Regions from separate parts of the Bos taurus genome. Here region 2 is linked to region 1. Evidence: chromatin contacts called from public Hi-C data. All regions are on one chromosome and are shown on one strand. The core of a region is the stretch at or near the end of the contact, and the rest is flanking DNA. Distances in the headings are between cores, read along the strand shown.

Region 1 (4,453 bases), core at 974-3,473:
AACAATTGCAATAGTAACATCAAAGGTCACCGATCACAAATCACCATAGCAAATATAATAATTATGGAAAACATGGCAATAGTGCGAGAATTACCAAAATGTGACCCAGAGACAGGAAGTAAGCAACCACTGTTGGAAAAAATGGCACCAATAGACTTGCTCCACACAGGGTTGTTGCACACCTCCAGTTTGCAAAATACTTGGGTCTACAAAGCACAGTAAAGGAAGTGCACTAAACAAGGTGTGGCTGGCCTGGATAGGACACACTGGGAGGGGTTGGGGTGCTGTTTCTGACCATTGATAAAGTCGTTTCCAAGGCTGCTTGGAGCAGAAGCTGTGGGATCACATGGCACTGGTGATGGGAGTGACTGAGAGTTTATGACCATGACAAAGGTAAGCTGCCCAGCTTTAGGGAGGAGACAGATAAGCGAGTAACAGGAACACACATCTGGTGCAGTACAATCTCTGCCTCTGAGGTAACACTGGTTCTGACTTAAAGGATAGGATGCAGGAGAAGCCAAAGAGGAAGGAGAGGAGGCTGAAGTCCTGGGAAAACTGTTCAAAGATGGCAAAGGGAGATCTCTGTGTAGGAAAGCACAGAGTGACATTGAGGGGAGAGACTGAGGAATGATGCTTAAAGATGTAGATACAGATCGACGAAGTTACAGGAGTGAGTGAGTGAGTAAAAAAAAGAAATCACAAGGAAACCCCAGTTCTCGGCGGTTATAGTCTTCACCACAACAGGTCACATGTGAGCTAGGTTTTCACGCTAAAAACCTTGAGTGCCCTGGACTTAGAAACATGGTAATTTTATATGGAGGACCACAAAAATCTTAAAAATAAGTATTTCTTACCCTCTAGCTCTCTTTCAAGTTCACATGGTCCAACGTACCAAGTCATTTTTATTAAAGAGTATTTGCAGTCGAACGTTCTGGATCATACAGAGTCTTTTATTTCTAGATTATGCAACTGCTTTAGGTTTTCAAGGGTCAGGAAATACTTCCTCCCACCCACGCAGACTCAGCGCACACTGGCCCTGTGACTCTGAAGGACGCACCCTTGCTCCCAGGCTGGGCCCTGCTGCCCTCAGCAGTGGTGCGTTTCATTCTCCGGAAGATCTCTGAGGACTTGCAGTGGGGTCAAGTGCAGCTCAGGGTCAGTCCTTACTCCTGACTGTTCCCATCCTCTCCCACCTCTATCCTGTCTTAGAGTGTGAACGTTGACACCGGTGGTCCCTCGCTCTCTGCCTCCTGTCCTGGGTCTCATCTCGTCCTCGCTGCCTGAGTCAGGGCGCTCAGGCACTCATGTCCTGTGTTTCCTACAAGCCTGACTCCTTCTGGGGCAGCAACCTCCTGTTTGGGATGGTCACCCCCCCACCCCGCCCCCTAAGAGCAGGGCCTTTCTTCCCTACCCAGGCTGACACTGAACTTGACTTGTTTAGCATGAAGCTTCCTTGGTGAAGAGGAAGCGTGAGCTCAGCTTTGTTGCAGGAGAGAAGAGACGGTGACCTGGTGGGAGACTGTGCTTCTGGATCACCTGGATGCCCCGCCCACCGCCCAAGCAATGGTCCTATTGGTAGCTTGTGTTAGAGATGGATGCTTAACTGTTTTCCTTCCTTTAAACATCAACTCTTTGAGAAGCCTTCTTCAGTTCAGTTCAGTCACTCAGTCGTGTCCAACTCTCTGTGACCCCATGGACTGCAGCATGCCAGGCCTTCCTGTCCATCGCCAACTCTTGGAGTTTACTTAAACTCGCATCCATTGAGTTGGTCACGCCATCCAACCATCTCATCCTCTATTGTCCCCTTCTCCTCCTGCCTTCAATCTTTCCCAGCATCAGGGTCTTTTCAAATGAGTCAGTCTTCTTAGGCATTCTCTTTTTTTCTTGAAATACTTGCTGATTGTTTTCTTTCATATTTATCTCACATAATTCAGTGTTGATATTTTTCTTAAAATGATAGTTCCTCTCACTTTGCAGAAGTTTCCAGGAGCTCAGATTCCTTTCTCTGACTGATCAGGCAGGTGACCCTTTAAGCTGCCTCTCCTCTGGAGATAGGGGGTCACGTTCTGAACTGCTTTGAAAGCAAGAAACTTCCAGAGACCTAGAAAAAGGATTTGACCTCAGGGTCTAAATGGTTAATGGGAGTTCTTTGCAGATGAGGTAATGTTTTGGTTAAGGTGAAAGGAATTGGACTCTATTATCCTAACCAACTTGCTATGGAGGTTTTAACCAAGCCAAAGTTCATGTCAGCTAAAGAGGAACCCTGGTGACAGGCAGAGATACTGACCTGGCCTTCAAAGAGGCATTTTCTGACTTTCCTGGGGATTTCTCCCCTCCCCAGGATTCACAAGGACTTTCCCTCGTCTCTCTAGCTTTCGCTGTGGGTTTTCCTATCACTAACTGTGCTCGCAGGAGGGTAATGATTTCTGAAGTCCTTTCTTTCAAACCCCTGCTTTCAGATCAGCATCTGGGAGCACCGATAAACAAGTCAGTCATTACTGACGTCACAGGGAACTCCAAGCCACGGGTGAACTGGGCAGAGCTTGAAACCCAAGACAGAGACAGTGATTAAAACTGTAAGCAGGGCTAGCTCCTGCTAACGATGAACTCCAGCAGCAAACGAGGAGTAAGAAGAGATGATGAAAGTTCCTCTTTGAGCCACATAGCTAGGGGAATAAAAGGACTTGTTTTCTACCAGTTAATGAACAATGATCCCTGCAGGGGTGGGAGGTACAGGCCCCACTCTGCTTATCAGTAAATTCCATGAAGCCTTACCTCATGCCGGGGGTGTCCTGTTCTGTCCTGGTTCAGCCAGACAGACTGTGAAACACTTTTTTTGTTTTGATTAATCAAAACTTTTAAATTTTTTGTTGGAGAATGGTTGATTTACTAAAACACCTTCTGTTGCAGGCTGAGTAACCCTTCTTACCAGGCAATTATCACATGTTCAAAGGGATTTGCTGGGTTTCTCATATAATTCTATCCATCATCTCAAATTTCTAGACATTTCCTGAGGCTCCTGTGAATTCAAGGCAGGTGGGGAAAGTAGTAGATTAGAAGAAATCCACTCTTCTCTCCAAGGAGAATTCTCTGGCAACATTGAGCCTCGCATGCCAGTGTCTGGGGTCAGTGATGACCACGGCAGTTCAGCATTGAGAGGGATGAACCTCAGAGCCCGAGGTGGCCCCGGACACATATGTGTGTCCCCAGACTTTCCTGCCTGCCTCCCTTCCACTCTTAACACTACAGATTCATTTATTCCTCAAGTATGCTTGGTCAATGGTCACTACGGAGATGAAAATCATCATTCTTGACTTCAGGGCCGGTTCTCAAGGAATTAAGCAGCTACTTACACAGGATTCCCTGGTGGCTCAGACAGTAGAGCATCTACCTGCAATGCGGGAGACCTGGGCTTGATCCCTGGGTTGGGAAGATCCCCTGGAGAAGGAAATGGCAACCCGCTCCAGTACTCTTGTCTAGAAAATCCCATGGATGGAGGAGTCTGGTGGGCTAAAGTCCATGGGGTCGCAAAGAGTTGGACAGACTTAGTGATTTCACTTTTGTTTTTACGCACTGTCAGAGGGCCAGGCTGGGGTGGGGGTGGGGGGAAGGGGCCCTGTGGGGCAAGGTAATGACTGGCCAGCTTTGGTCTCTGTGCTTATCCTTGCACCTGGCACATTGACCTCTGTAAATAAGTGTGAATTAAATAAGGAATGAATTGGAGTTCCAAGATAGGGAGCTGTTTTCCAGGGTGCTTATCTCTTAGCATGGTTACCCTGATTCGGGACCAAAGGTACTGAAATCTGCTTAGTGCGCACCAGGACGTTGACAAACTGAGCTGCATGGCGGTCAGCAGTTCACGGATGGACCAAGGGATGGAGTCTAGGAAAATGTGGGTGGAAAAATATTGTTGCTGCTTAGTCACTAAGTCATGTCGGAGTCTTTTGTGACCCCATGGATGGTAGCCCGCCAGGCTCCTCTGTCCATGGAATATTTTAGGCAAGAATACAGGAGTGAGTTGCCATTTCCTTCTCTTGAGCTTCCCTGGTGGCTTAGATGGTAGAGTCTGCCTGCAGTGTGGGAGACACGGGTTCGATCCTTGTGTCCAGAAGATCCCCTGGAGAAGGAAATGGTACCCACTCCAGTATTCTTGCCTGGAAAATCTCATGGACAGAGGAGCCTGGCAGGCTACAGTCCATGGGGTCGTAAAGAGTCAGACACGATTGGGTGACTTCACTTTCTCTAGGGAATCTTCCTGACCCAGGGATTGAACTCAAGTCTCCTGCATTGGCAGATGGATTCTTTACCCCTGAACCACCAGGGGAGCCCAGAAAAAATATAGATAGACGTAAATTTCCCTTAATTATATGTTTCCATTAATTTTTGCAATTGTCAATCTATATTTGGAATCTGAAATACTGAGTTTCTTTTGACATCAGAAGTAAATATCCAA
Region 2 (4,453 bases), core at 1,328-3,827, 77 kb before region 1:
GGTCAGGAACATCAACCGAGCTGCCCAGAAGCTACCCGTTTCCTGTGGAGGAGCCCAGACCTTAGTAGGCTTTCAAAGAATGCCATTCCCAAGTGCAGGGCCATGTGCGCACACAACTTAAATGACTTCCACAGTGGTCAGAGGAAAACAACAACAGGAGTGGAAAAATGGTTCCAGAATGGCCATCTGCTTTTGTAAAGGATGCGGGAGGGGAAATTCCTTTCCCGGCCCTGCTGGGAGTCCCACAATGGACTAGAACTTTATCTGCTGGCCAAGAGTACAACTGTATGAGTCATCACTCTATTTCTTTCACGCAATGCCAAAGGAGACTTCCTTTTGAAATTCTGACCAGCGGCCAAAAAAAGGACCCGGTTCAAATATACATGCAGTGTGTCAGGGACAGAGTGCCCCCCCCCAGCCCCACAACCAACCTTTCCAGAAGCTACAACTGCCGAGACACCAGCATCCCCTCTCCCCACCATCTCAAACTTTCTAGCCACTGGAAAAGAAAAACGGTAGGAAACATTTTAGGATTAAATTATGTCTGCCTTATCTTCACTAGGATCAACTGCCTACATGTCCATATAAGGCTGTCTATACAACTGCAAGTCTACAGATTTACATTGCTACAGCAAACGCCGCTCTCTTTTTTTAAGCAAATCATTTTCAGGGCTAGCCAAGCCCACCCAAAGGGCTCAGGCTTGCTTATTTAGCACAGTGCCTGCTATCAGAATATATCCTTCCCCCTCCCCGCCACCAGACTCTTCACACCGCAAGCAGGAGCAAGCAGAGGGGGAAAAAACAATCATTGTTTTCTTGTTACCCCTAAAATTAGACGTCTAGGTTACAAAGCACCCTCCAGTGTTCTGACGAGAGACTGGCGAGATATCTTATGGATGTTCCAAAGAAAAAGGAAAGCATGTTTACTGAGACCTTGTTAAACTTTAATAATCTGGCTAATTTAAAATCCCCATTATGCCGAGGAGCACTGGGGACCAGAATGAAGCTCTTGGGGAGAGTTTAAAAGCCTCTGAAGGCAACCCAGAGCTCAGCCTGGCTTGTGGCCCAAATCCCAAATGCCCAAGGAAACTACTTAGATCGATTTCAATCACATCCTAGGAAGCTTCAGTAGGAAAAGCTGGGAGGGGAGAGGGAAGGGAGGACTGTGAACAATGAGGCAGGCATGTGAAGGTTGTTCCACTTTGCATTTCATCCCCCTTAAAAGCCTTCTAAGCTTTGAAACCCGCAGAATATATGCGATCTGCTAATTCACTTTGTGACAAAAAGCAAACAGCCTAGTAGGGCAGAGACAACCCCAAACCCTCCTATCTTTTAAAGACAATGGGACAAGTGTCAGAATCTCTCTCCCTTCAGGCAATCCTAACGTAGGAGAAGGGGGAAAAATTAAGTTTTTTAAATGTCCAATGCCCAGAATTCCAATTTCACTAAAAAATGCCGGAAACAGAGACTCCTCTTCCCAAACTGAGACTAGAAGCAATTCGGACAGGCTCATTGTCATATGACTGATAAGTCACTGGTTGTGCAAACATTGGTGTTTTTTTTTTTTTCTCCCCCCCCTTTTTTTTTCTGGTCAACAAAAGAAGGAGGTAAGAAAAACAAGGCAGATGGAGGCAAATCTTAAGGATTTCAAAGGTAAAGAAACTGAAAATGGCCTGGTAGAGAAAAGGAGCTTGTGGGTGTTTCGCTGGTGAAATTCTTAAGTAAAAAAGAAAGAAAGAAAAACCTGTATGTACAAACACCAAAAAAAAAAAAACACCGAAAACAAAATACCTTAAAAATAAAAAAGAAGAAAAAATAACCTTGGCACTCCATGCAGGTTCATATGACTAGGTCCAGCTGTGGAGAGCCTGGAGCTGGAACAAGCACCAAACTTCTGCCAAGGGCTGGGGCCGAGATCAGGCCGCGGAGCTGGGTCTACGCTCGGGAAGACGGTTCAGCAGCCCCAGAAAACGGCAAGAACACGGGGAGCGCCCGGCGCCGCTGCGCCCCACTCAGATGACAACTCCGCTCCACGCTCTGAAAGGCCCCTTTGAAGTGCCGTCTGCGCCGGAGCCACAAGTACGTCTTAACAATAACTATTTTAATTTTTTTTAAAAAATTTACCCAAACCATTTAAAAAAAGGAAGAAGAAAAAGAACAAAATAAAAAAGAATTGCACCTCCAAGCACACACCGTCCTGCGGGTGCATGCACGCACTCCCTGCTCGGCGCACCGGGGCACCTGGCCCACGAAAATCCCTATTTACCTGTTGCCAGTATTCCTCCAGGGAGGGCAGCGCCGAGAAGTAACCAGTCTCGTGCACAATCTGGAGTTCCTGGAAGATGCTGCACATTGGGAGCACATCCATGTCGGGTTGGAAGAGACCGTCCCCGCTGCTGTAAAAACAGGGAGGCTTGCGGTCTGCAGTCGGGAGCGCGGCGGCCGTGCCTGCAGCGCCGGGGAAGTTCATGCAAACTCAAGTGCGCAGCGATTAGGCGCCGCGGGTTCGGGTCCTGGCCGGAGCCCGGAGACGCGCTCGCGAGCCCGCACAATATTTGCAAACACCGGACTGACTGCAAACGTAACCCCTGCAAAACTTCCCTATTCAAAGCTCCGCTGCCAGCCTCCCCTCCTCCCCGCCCAGCTCCCCCCGCCGCCGCCTCCCCACGTGACTCGCCCGCGCCCGCCCCGCGCGCCGCCCAATCACGCCGCTCCCGGCCCGGGGGCTGCACGGAGATGATGTCAGCTCCGGCCAATCGCGGGCGGCGGCTCACCGCGGCCCCGCCTGGCGTGACCGAGCCTCTCCATCACCGCCCTCGCCATTGGCAGAATTCGAACTTCGGCCGGTTCTGATTGGGAGGCGGTTTCGCAGGCTATTTTTAGCAGGGTATATAAGGCGCGGGCCGTCTCGCGCCGGAGGAGTCGGAGCTGGGAGGTGCGCGGCCGAAAGGCTGCGTGCGCCGCGGCCGGCCGGGCCGAGGGGACCCGGTGTCCCTGCCCTTCCTGCCCCGGTTTCGGTCCCGGCCCCGGTCTTCCCGTCCTCGTCCCCGCAGCTCTGGTCCCCGTCCGTCGGGCCGATCGCCCGGTCCCGGCCCTGGTTTCCCCGTCGTCCCGTCCCTGTCCCCGTCCTTGTCCCCTCAGCCCTGGTCCACGTTCGTCGGGTCGGTCGCCCGGGCCCTGGTCCCCTGACCCTCCGCCGAGCTGAGGGGAGCGCGGCTGGGTTCACTCTGTCCCTCCCTCCGACCTCGGGCTGGCCGGCCGTTCTCTAGCCCCCTCCGTCCTTCCACCCTCTCGGTGCCCCCTCCTGCCCCAGCTGTAGATTCCCGTCTCCATCCCCGTCTGTCCCCCTCTTTCCCCCCTCCTTTTCGCTCCGTTATCCCTCTGTACCTGCCCTGTTTCCATTTGCACCCCCCCCCCCCCCCGCCCCGCGCGCTGTGTCCCCTTCCCTCCCTGTTCCATCCCCCTCTGTCCCCAGGTGGCACCTGTGACCCCGGGGTAGGGGGCTGACCAGCCCCAGAGGTGTGCTGAGGGACAGGAGGGCCCTAGTCGACGGGCTGTGTTGTATATGAATCTGAGTTTCCCCCTTCAGCCTCCTTCACAAGGACAGGGCACTTAACTCGGGGACCACGTCTGTGCCACATCCTCACCCCTCTGCCTTCGTAACCTGCAAGAGCAGAGTGGCCTGGAAGACCCAAGTTCAATCTCCTGGCTCTTGAGAGGCTTATGTACACTCTTGATTCTATCAAACACACTTTTATTTTTGAAAAGAGGACATCTTGTTGGGGCAGGTGGGGTTATAAATAGAGGGAGCCTATAACCTATCTTGGTAGGGTTCCCCATCCACACCAGCTGTGTATATTTTACAAACCCAGGGTCTGATCCCAAACCTACAGAGTCCCAGCCGTTGTTTAACCAAGCTCTCCAGATGAATCTGTTGCCACTGAAGTCTGGGAAATGGGGGTTCTAGACACTGTCCTTGTACTTGTTGCCTACCATATAGACAATTGTCATTGTACTTGTTGCCTACCACAGAGCAGCCCTCATTCCAAGACCCATTTGGAGACCCTCACGAAGATTAACAACTAGACTTGTCCCTAGTGAATGTGAAAACAATTCAAGTTACGTTGAGCTGACATTTAATGTGTGTGTGTGTGTTTTGCTATATGAATTATCTCCTGAAATACACCATAATGTTCATTTTCTAGCAAAATGCCAAGACCAAGAAGAATATGCCTTTTAAAATTCGAAATGGAAAACTGAATTATAGCTACTACCTCCATTTTTATTTCAAAATAGAGCTTAATGAGACATCTTTTAAATAAAAATTTTTTAATGAAGTATGTAAAAGACTTTTGAGAGGATTTTGTATGTTAGATTTTAGCAGACTTGAGTTTGCCTATGACCCTGTAAGATTCTAGGCAGGGACCTTTGTCAATCAAAAGTTAGGGAAGGA

What was found. A called contact is a pair of places that touch in the nucleus more often than the background predicts.
Region 2: a contact with region 1 is called in a Hi-C map of blastocyst, with 4 times the contacts expected there. The contact joins the promoter of KLF6 here to the enhancer-like site in region 1. A contact is called at or near these places in 2 of 11 Hi-C or Micro-C datasets (blastocyst and an unstated tissue).

What each region holds. Positions count from the first base shown.
Region 1 is chr13:44,518,326-44,522,778 of ARS-UCD2.0, reverse strand. LOC112449300 (a long non-coding RNA gene) reads left to right here. Exons shown (of 3, transcript XR_009496909.1): 3 at 1-4,453. Among named protein-coding and RNA genes, the nearest start is that of KLF6, 77 kb to the left of the region's middle. Within about 2 kb of position 2,223, at least 23 of the 102 cell types and tissues checked have an H3K27ac peak or open chromatin away from gene starts, as enhancers often do. A contact at or near this core is called in blastocyst, where this site is marked.
Region 2 is chr13:44,595,426-44,599,878 of ARS-UCD2.0, reverse strand. It overlaps KLF6 (KLF transcription factor 6), which reads right to left and starts at 2,577. Exons shown (of 4, transcript NM_001035271.4): 1 at 2,267-2,577. The coding sequence starts at 2,470.